Linked DNA regions of Rattus norvegicus: region 2 is linked to region 1. Evidence: chromatin contacts called from public Hi-C data. All regions are on one chromosome and are shown on one strand. The core of a region is the stretch at or near the end of the contact, and the rest is flanking DNA. Distances in the headings are between cores, read along the strand shown.

Region 1 (4,609 bases), core at 1,451-3,950:
AATTGGACATTCTACTACCTAAAGACACAGCTAGACCTCTCCTGGGCATATACCCAAAACATACTCCAACATACAACAAAGACACATGCTACACTATGTTCATAGCAGCCTTATTTATAATAGCCAGAAGCGGGACAGAACCCAGATGCCCTCAACAGAGGAATGGATACAGAAAATGTAGTACATCTACACAATGGAGTACTACTCAGCTATCAAAAACAATGACTTCATGAAATTTATAGGTAAATGGATGGAACTAGAAAATATCATCCTGAGTGAGGAAACCCAGTCACAGAAGAACACACATGGGTATGCACTCACTGATAAGTGGGTATTAGCCCAAAAGCTCGAATTACCCAAGATACAATACACAGATCACATGAGGATCAAGAAGAAGGACGACCAAAGTGTGAATGTTTCACTCCTTCTTAAAAGGCAGAACAGGGGCTGGGGATTTAGCTCAGTGGTAGAGCGCTTACCTAGGAAGCGCAAGGCCCTGGGTTCGGTCCCCAGCTCCAAAAAATAAAACAAAAGATAAAAGGCAGAACAAAAATATTCATAGGAGGGTATATGGAGGCAAAGTTTGGAGCAGAGACTGAAGGAATGGCCATTCAAAACCTGCCCCACATGGGTATACAGCCCATATATATACAACCACCAAAACTAGATAAGATTGATGAAGCTAAGAAGTGCGTGCTGACAGGAGCCTGATATAGACGTCTCCTGAGAGGCACAGCCAGAACATGTCAAATATAGAGGCGAATGCTAGCAGCAAACCATTGAACTGAGAACAAGATCCCCGTTGCAGGAATTAGAGAAAGGATTGAAAGAGCTGAAGGGGCTTGCAACCCCATAAGAACAACAATGCCAACCAACCAGAGCTTCCAGGAACTAAACCACTACCCAAAGACTATACATGGACTGACCCAGGGCTCCAACTGCATATGTAGCAGAGGATGTCCTTGCTGGGCACCAATGCAAGAAGTCTGGTCCTGTCAAGGCTGGACCCCCCCCAGTGCGGAAGAATGTCGGGGAAGGGGTGTGAAGGGTAGGGTGGTTGGGGAGGGGAACACCCTTATAGACGAAGGGGAGGAGGAGGGGATGGGGGCTTATGTCCGAGGAACCGAAAAAGGTAATAACATTTGAAATGTAAATTTTAAAAAATCCAATAAAAAATTACAGTTTTTCATCTCGAGATTGGACCGACTTCTTGACTATAGTTTACAATAATCATTATGCGAACAAGTTGGTGGCTTATCTGTTCGAGGGGAAGTTGAGTTGAAGCATACCAAACAGGCCATGTAAGAACTGAAACAAGTCTAAAGGCGCTTTCCTGAGCATTCATTTAGAGGTTCCATAAAAGAAAGCAGAACTCGCACAAGTCACCCAGACACCTGACAAGAGTGCTGGAGTCCTGCCATTTGTTTTGTATGCTAGCTTTTGACTTTTACCTATGTCTAACTTGAGCAAAACAGTGGGTCATCCTCATTTTGGGAGTAACCCAGAACCCAATTCAACTATTCTCATTGGCTATGACTCACAGAAACTGTGGCATGCAACTGAAAACACCCCAGGGCACTAGCTCTTATAAGAGTAGCATCCCCACAGGACCTCCTCCTGCCCAGGTCACTGGGAGACCTCCCATCAAGCTAAGAACTCTAAAAGCGCCAATAGCTATAACTTTGGAGGTGTTTCTTGAGCCAATCAATGCTCTAACTCCAAGGAGCCTCCTTAGGGCGGGACTTAGAGGGTCAGAAATCACACTTCAGGTGAGCAGTACGGGTAACATCACAGTGTCCTCTCAAGTAGGTTCTGGAGCCCTGCTACTCAAACACCTGGGGCTACCTTACAGAACAGACTGGGTGTGTGAACTTCGGAGTAGGCCTCAGAGGGCGGAGGTGTAAGGACCCCTCAAGTGAGCGGGATGCCGCCATTTCTTCTCATGACTCTCAATGGCAAGACAGGGCTACTTGGGTCCCTGAAATTAGCAGCCTGCAAAACTTGTGGCTGCAGGCAGCGCTCAGCAGCCGCTGGGAGTGATCTGAACCCCATAAAAAAAGCGCCACCTGGTCCAGGGCGCCCGGCAGGTGCGTGGCCTAGGACACTTATAAAGTGAGCCCCCCCGGGCAGTCGCGCCCTATGCTCGCCCCCTGCAGCGTCCCTTACCTGGTCCCGGGTCTTCAGGTACCGCTGCAGCGCCTGCTGGGTGAGCTCGCTGACGCGCAGCTGGCCGTCCTTGCAGGGCACCACGATGCCGGTCCTCCCGAAGCACACTGTCACTTTCATCCTGGCCCCCGGCTCCCGCGCGGGGCCGGGCCGAACAGGTGCCTGCCCCCCGGGCGCAGCCCCTCAGTCCGGGGACCTGAGGCGGATACGACGCTGTCTGGCGCGTGCCTCCGGGGCCCGGACCCACGGCTGCTCCCCTGCAGCCCCACGGGAGGCCGAGGGCGGGAACACGGGCGCGGAGACGCGGGGACGCGGAGGGTCGGCCGGGTGCAGTCAGAGGCTCCACGCGCCAAAGTGAAACTGCGGGCGCGGCCCGGCCCGGCCCGGCCCTGCCTCTGGCGGTGGCCCTGGCGACTGTGGCAGGGCCGGCCCCAGGCCCCGGGCTGGAGTGGGCGGCGGCGGCGGCGCGCGGGGCCGGAGTTGGGAGGAAACTTTTGCGCCGGCTCCCAACTCCTCCGACGCGCGCGGCGCTCTGGGCTCCCTCGGTCCGCGGGCCAGCCTGGGCCCGGCTCTTAAAGGGGCCGCGGCGCTCGCTGGCCACAGAAAGCTCCAAGGTGTTGCCCCGGGCCACCGGGGTTGCCTCGTGTAACTAGACCTTGGGTAGCCTGTAACCAGCACTTGGTTCTGTCTCTCCTTCACACCTACAGGGAGCTCCGGGAATTGTAACGGGATCTGGGAGCTACCACAGGGGAATTGAAACCGGATCTCATAAAGCACACTTGGAATAGATCGGAAACTGGCTGAGCAACTCCCTTAAAATGAGAGCTGGAGCAAGGTTCAAGGGAAGCTCCAGAGCAGGTGCTTTTTGCCACACCTTCTAAAATATCCTTAGTACTGAGGAATTGAAAGGTGGGACTGACCAAGGGCAGAACTTTTGCAGCTCCCTCTGGAGCCACAAGAGAACTAGCTTAGCTGAGGGAGCTTAAAGACCACTGTGCAGGTGCCAAGTGTTCCAGCAAAGATCACACCCAAAGTCCAAATATAATTGGGTGTAAAAGTTTACACTTTTCCTTTTGAAGGGGGACTCCCCTTTGTGTATCTGACGAAGAAAAGAACACCCTTGAGTCATGATTTCGCAGGTTCATATGCTTGAACAATTGAACACAAGGTACGGGGAGAAGTTCTGGCCAACAAGTACCATCTGTATCCTTAATTCCTAAGTAAACAGCTCCTTTGAGCTGGAAGATACTTTTCCCCCTACCTTGGGCAGAAAGAATGGCGCTTGGCCTGCTGGGTGTGGTTCAGTTTAGAATTTTCCCCTACAGGCATGGATTTGATCTTCAGCGCTTAAAGATTCAAAATTCAAACAGACTGGTCATGGAGCTCGTTGTGGTGCAGAGAGCACAGGTCCTCCTGTTTACGTCTCTAGTGGCTCCGGGCAGTTTTATAGCAATTTAGTGTAGCCAATAAGATCCACTTCCTCCCAGAGTTTCTCCTATGTCAACTTAAATTGAACTTGAGTTGCTTGAGATGGTTTGGTCTTAAATTATGGATTTGGAAGTTCTGATCGATTTAAAGCTCATTTATACATTTACTATACATTGATTATGTTCCTGGCAAGCACCTTATTCAATGTCAGTGGCCCTAAAGAGGGCCGCGTAAACTGAGTCAACTTGGAGAAAATACGCAGTAGAAAGTCCAGTTTGGACGCAAATCTAACTGATTTGGTAAGCCAAAGACAGAACCATTTTTGTCATAAAACCAAACAAAGAATTCACTGAGCAACCCTCTGAGGCAATATTGGAGGCAGGATCACAAATTGTATCTTCAAGAACTACTATCTCCAACTATCAACGACACTGCTAATGGTGTCTTTATTGGCTGTGAAGTGGGCTCACAGGTGTTTCTCTGCTGTGTCTTCCACAAGAAACAGTCAAAACCCAGCACATGCAAATGCCAGGTATTAATGAGTGAGCCTCACAGTATACTGAGAAGATTCTCAGCTGAGATACAAGCACATGCTGCTTCCTCCACACTCCCCTGTCCTTTGGTGTGTTCCCAAACTGATCTTCCACTCCACATGACCAGAGTTTGTTCTCTTCACATTCTTCGCAGCCTACTATAAGTTCTCCCCTGGTACCCAGAGCCTTCAACTTCCTGGCTTTGAGATTCCCCAAGTCAGCTATGAAGAACACACAGGCTTACCCTGCCCCACTCACAGTTCAGAAGCAGGTCTAATGGAATGCAGCAGAGTCCATGCCTGGGTTAGATAAAGGAAGCCTGCAGCTACACTTGGATTCGAGCAGTGCATCCTGTACACTGTCATGACCCCACACCAGTAACTGGGAATAGTGCTTAGTGATTATATTTCATGTTTATTAAATAACCATGTTTAATTTGCTTTTCAGCCTCATAACAGCACACATAGAAACAATTCATCATG
Region 2 (4,242 bases), core at 342-2,841, 150 kb before region 1:
GAACCCAGAGTAATAGATACAGAAAATGTGGTACATCTATACCATCGAGTACTACTCAGCTATCAAAAACAATAACTTCTTGAAACTCATAGGCAAATGGATGGAAGCAGAAAATATCATCCTGAGTGACATAACCCAATCACACACACACACACACACACACACACACACACACACACACACACACACACACACACACAAAAGAAAAAACAAAAACAAAAACAAAAAAAAACACGCATTCACTGGTAAGTAAATATTTGCCCAAAAGTTTGAATTACCAAAGATACAATCCACAGACCACATGAAGCTCAAGAAGAAGGATGACCAAAGTGTGGATGCTTCAGTCCTTCTTTAAAAGGGGAACAAAAATATTCATAGGAGGAGATATGGAAACAAAGTTTGGAGCAGAGATGGAAGGCCATTCAAAGCCTGCCCCACCTGGGGATCGAGTGCATACATATATATATATACATATATACAGCCAACAAAACTAGACAATATTGATGAAGCCAAGAAGTGCATGCTGACAGGAGCCTAATATAGCTGACTCCTGAGAGGCTCAGCCAGAGCATGATAAATACAGAGGCAAATGCCAGCAACAAACCACTGAACTGAGAACAGGATTCCCATTGCAGGAATTAGAGAAAGGATTGGAGGAGCTAAAGGGGCTTGCAACCCCATAAGAACAACAATACTAAACAACCAGAGCTCCCTAGGGACTAAACCACTATCCAAAGAATACAGTTGCATATGTAACAGAGAATGGCCTTGTTGGGCACCAAGGGGAGGAGAAACCCCTGGTCCTGCCAAGGCTGGATCCCCCAGAGTAGGGGAATGTCACAGTGGAGAGGTGGTTTGGGAGGGGGAACAACCTTATAGAAGAAGAGGGAGGGGTGATGGATGGGGGCTTATGTCCGGGAAACCGGGAAAGGGAATAACATTTGAAATGTAAATAAAAAATATCCAATTAAAAAAAAACAAAACAAAACCCTAGACACAAACCATCAAGATGGCTTAACAGGCAAAGACTGCTGATCACCAAACCTGCTGGATGAGTTCAGTCCTCAGGACCTACATGGTAGAGAGAGAGAGAAACTCCCTCCCACAAGATGTCTTCTGACCTCCACAGGCATGATGTTGTGCACACAGACAAACATATACCCTAAACAAACCAACAAACAAATAGTATAAACAATGACAAAATTATGTTAATTCAAAAATTGTATTAATTTAATTATGTATATACTTACTTCATTATGCACGTAAATTTATATGCCCATCTTTGGATAATGATAACTTTTCCTGGGCTTCATTAGATGAGCTGAGTAGTCATTCAAGTATTGTTTTATATTTAAAGCATTTTGACATTTAATAAGTAATAATTTTAGAATACTTTTAAAGTGAAAAAAAAGAAAGAAAAAAACTTAAGACAGGGACCTTGTGCTCCAGAGCCCTGGCACTTCTCAATTTCTTCTTACCAAGTTATCCAATGTCCCATGTGCAGCCCGGCCCCAGCAGGACAGCCTTGTAACTCTTTCGCCTGAGATGAATTCCAAGTCATTCAGACTGTAAACACTAGAGCCAAAACACTGGCCTCGCCCCAGCATAAATGGTCAGGAGCACGGCGCAGATGCCAGCTTCCATGTGTGCTTTCTGTTCCACCTCTAATGGACAGAGAACCAAGATACTTTAAAACAATGCCATGGCTGAGATATTAATCAACTTGATGTCATAATAAAAGATTGTGTGTCAAAAGCTCTATCCAGTATTGCATTCCTCTCCTTATATGGAGACACTAGCTAATTGTAAAGCCTTTGCAGTATTTACTTCTTATGAAGTACACTACTGTCAAAACAGTGCCCAACGTATTTCCACCGTAATAATTCTCACTGTTCAAGACTACATTTCCCTTCTTTTAAAAAGAACAACAACAGTCTAAACCTTAAATTACCCATATTTACCCTTGACAACCTTAGGCTACCAGATACCATACTTGCACACAAGAAACATTTGTCCATTTAAGAGGGAAATATTTAGTTATAAACCCCAAAACAGTGTGTTAAATTAAACTTATTAGGGAATGTGTTTGGCCAAATACTTTTTTCAATCAATCTGGATTTCATGTTTAGCTTCTGACTTCCAAACAATAGAAAAGGTTTCAGGAATACTACCTTCAAGATTTTAAAAATTCTCTTCATTTTGAATATAAATTTACAATACTAAAGTAGGATAATTGCACGGGTTTCATTTTATACACATAAAAATGTGTACACAACTCTAATGTTTAAAATTAATCTGTCTAAGTAGGGTTGTTTTGTGTGTTCTCTAAATCTGCAGATTCCTACTTCTCACTAGTCGAGTCCATCTACCAACCTTAACACTTACATGGTATTTTTACCAATTCTTCTGGTGTCTCATCCACTTGACCTCAGTCCCAAATTATACTTTGTTACTGAGAAAAAAAGAAAAGTTCTGTAGCTACTCCAAAGAACCCCAGGTTTACTTGTTATGTTGCCACTTTGGAAAAAGAGCAATAACGGTTTTGATGTTACAGTAAGAAGGGATAACATATTTTACACTACTTGGATATGAGATACATTGACTATGTCACACACGCAAGCACAAATGTTCTCAGTGTCTAAAGAATTGGTCTTCCTGTTTCCATGGAGGAGAGAAAAATTTCTATAAGCCCCCATCCAGAGCCAATTGTTTCCTGCATGTTTCTGAGTTGCCCTTGCTACACCAGTGGTATCGTGATATCTCCTCCCCGACCTTTCATCATGACTCCATAGCTAAGTAGTAAAAGGAGGAGGCATCAAGTCAAGGCTCCTCTTTTCTAAGATGATCCTGAATCAATCAATCAAACAAACAATCAATCAATCAGTCAGTCAAAGATTTCATCTCCAAGGGAACACTGGAATAACAGAGCTGTCCCCATCCCAAATGGAGGGAGAGAGACTGTGATACTGTCACCTTTCCCTCTGGGTCCTGGTAAACTTCTAAGAGAGTTTACTTTTGCTTTTTTATTTTTATTTTTTAAAGAAAAAATTGTTTGCTTCCAATAGTCTCTAGTTTCTTCATGGAAATAAGATTGAATCTAGTTAAAGAGAAATATCAACAGTTTGAGGTTAGTCACAAATATTTCACCTATGTTAAAAAAGAAGTTCCAAAGTCCAGGGAACAGACACCATAGGTATAGATGGGTGACAAGGTAGTTTTAGTTTTGTTTTGATAAAAATCTATACTGGTTTCTGTAATGACTGCACTAATAAGCAACCAGCAGTGAGCAGGTTTGTCTTTTCCTCATATGGACAAACTATGCTACCCCTGGACACATACCCAAAGGGCTTCATACCCTGCCACAGACATACCTGCACAGGCTGCTGCTCTATTCACAATAGCAAGAAAAGAAAACTAGTCTAGATGCCTATCAACTGCTGAATGAATAATGATTACATGCTATGTACACACAATGAAGTTTACTCAGCTATAAAGAAAAATGAAATTTTCAGTAAAATGGATAGATCTTTAAAATATACTTAGTAAGGCAACTTGAAATGGGAAAGACAAAAAACACCTGCTCCTTTCATAAGCAAAACCTAGCATGCAAATATATATGCATGTATGTGTACACATATACACACAGAGAAATGTTAAGTCCTCCCTCGGGGTCAGAAATAAATATCATTCTTTTGACTAGGAGAAAATATGCCTTTAATGCCTCAATGGGACCTTAATCAAGGCTTCTGTAGTATTTCCCCTCAAGAGTGGAGCCCTTAAAACACTTAGGAGAAGGACTAGAAGTGGAAAAACAGCACAACACATTTCTACTATGAAAATCTTGAAATGCAGTTTCAAAGCTGGTCCCAGAAGAAACTGGGCCCTAGGCAGTGGTTCCCATCCTTCCTAATGCTACAACCCTTTAATACACTTCTTCATGCTGTGCTGACTCCCAACCATAGATTATTTTGTTGCTACTTCATATATATTTTCTGATGGTTTTAGGTAATCCCTCTGAAAGGATACTCTAATCCCCTATAGGGGCCACTACCCACATATTGAGAACCACTGGTCTAAAAGGAATTTGAACCACACCTGTAAGATGAGACACCAAAGTGCTCTCTTGGTAGCTTTGGCTAGAGAACCAAAGACATATCTGAGACATCTGCTTTGAGGTTCTGCACTAAAGATGTCTCCCTCCTTTGTTCATCAACAACAGTACACACTTTGATTTTCACATAA

What was found. A called contact is a pair of places that touch in the nucleus more often than the background predicts.
Region 2: a contact with region 1 is called in a Hi-C map of the A7r5 cell line, with 1.7 times the contacts expected there. The contact joins the enhancer-like site here to the promoter of Pard3b in region 1. A contact is called at or near these places in 4 of 12 Hi-C or Micro-C datasets (the A7r5 cell line, Schwann cells, liver and 1 more).

The regions. Positions count from the first base shown.
Region 1 is chr9:70,530,586-70,535,194 of GRCr8, reverse strand. It overlaps Pard3b (par-3 family cell polarity regulator beta), which reads right to left and starts at 2,700. Exons shown (of 23, transcript NM_001191808.2): 1 at 2,167-2,700. The coding sequence starts at 2,286.
Region 2 is chr9:70,684,085-70,688,326 of GRCr8, reverse strand. The region is part of intron 2 of Pard3b (par-3 family cell polarity regulator beta); the gene reads right to left. Among named protein-coding and RNA genes, the nearest start is that of Pard3b, 150 kb to the right of the region's middle. Within about 2 kb of position 1,591, at least 5 of the 93 cell types and tissues checked have an H3K27ac peak or open chromatin away from gene starts, as enhancers often do. A contact at or near this core is called in the A7r5 cell line, where this site is marked.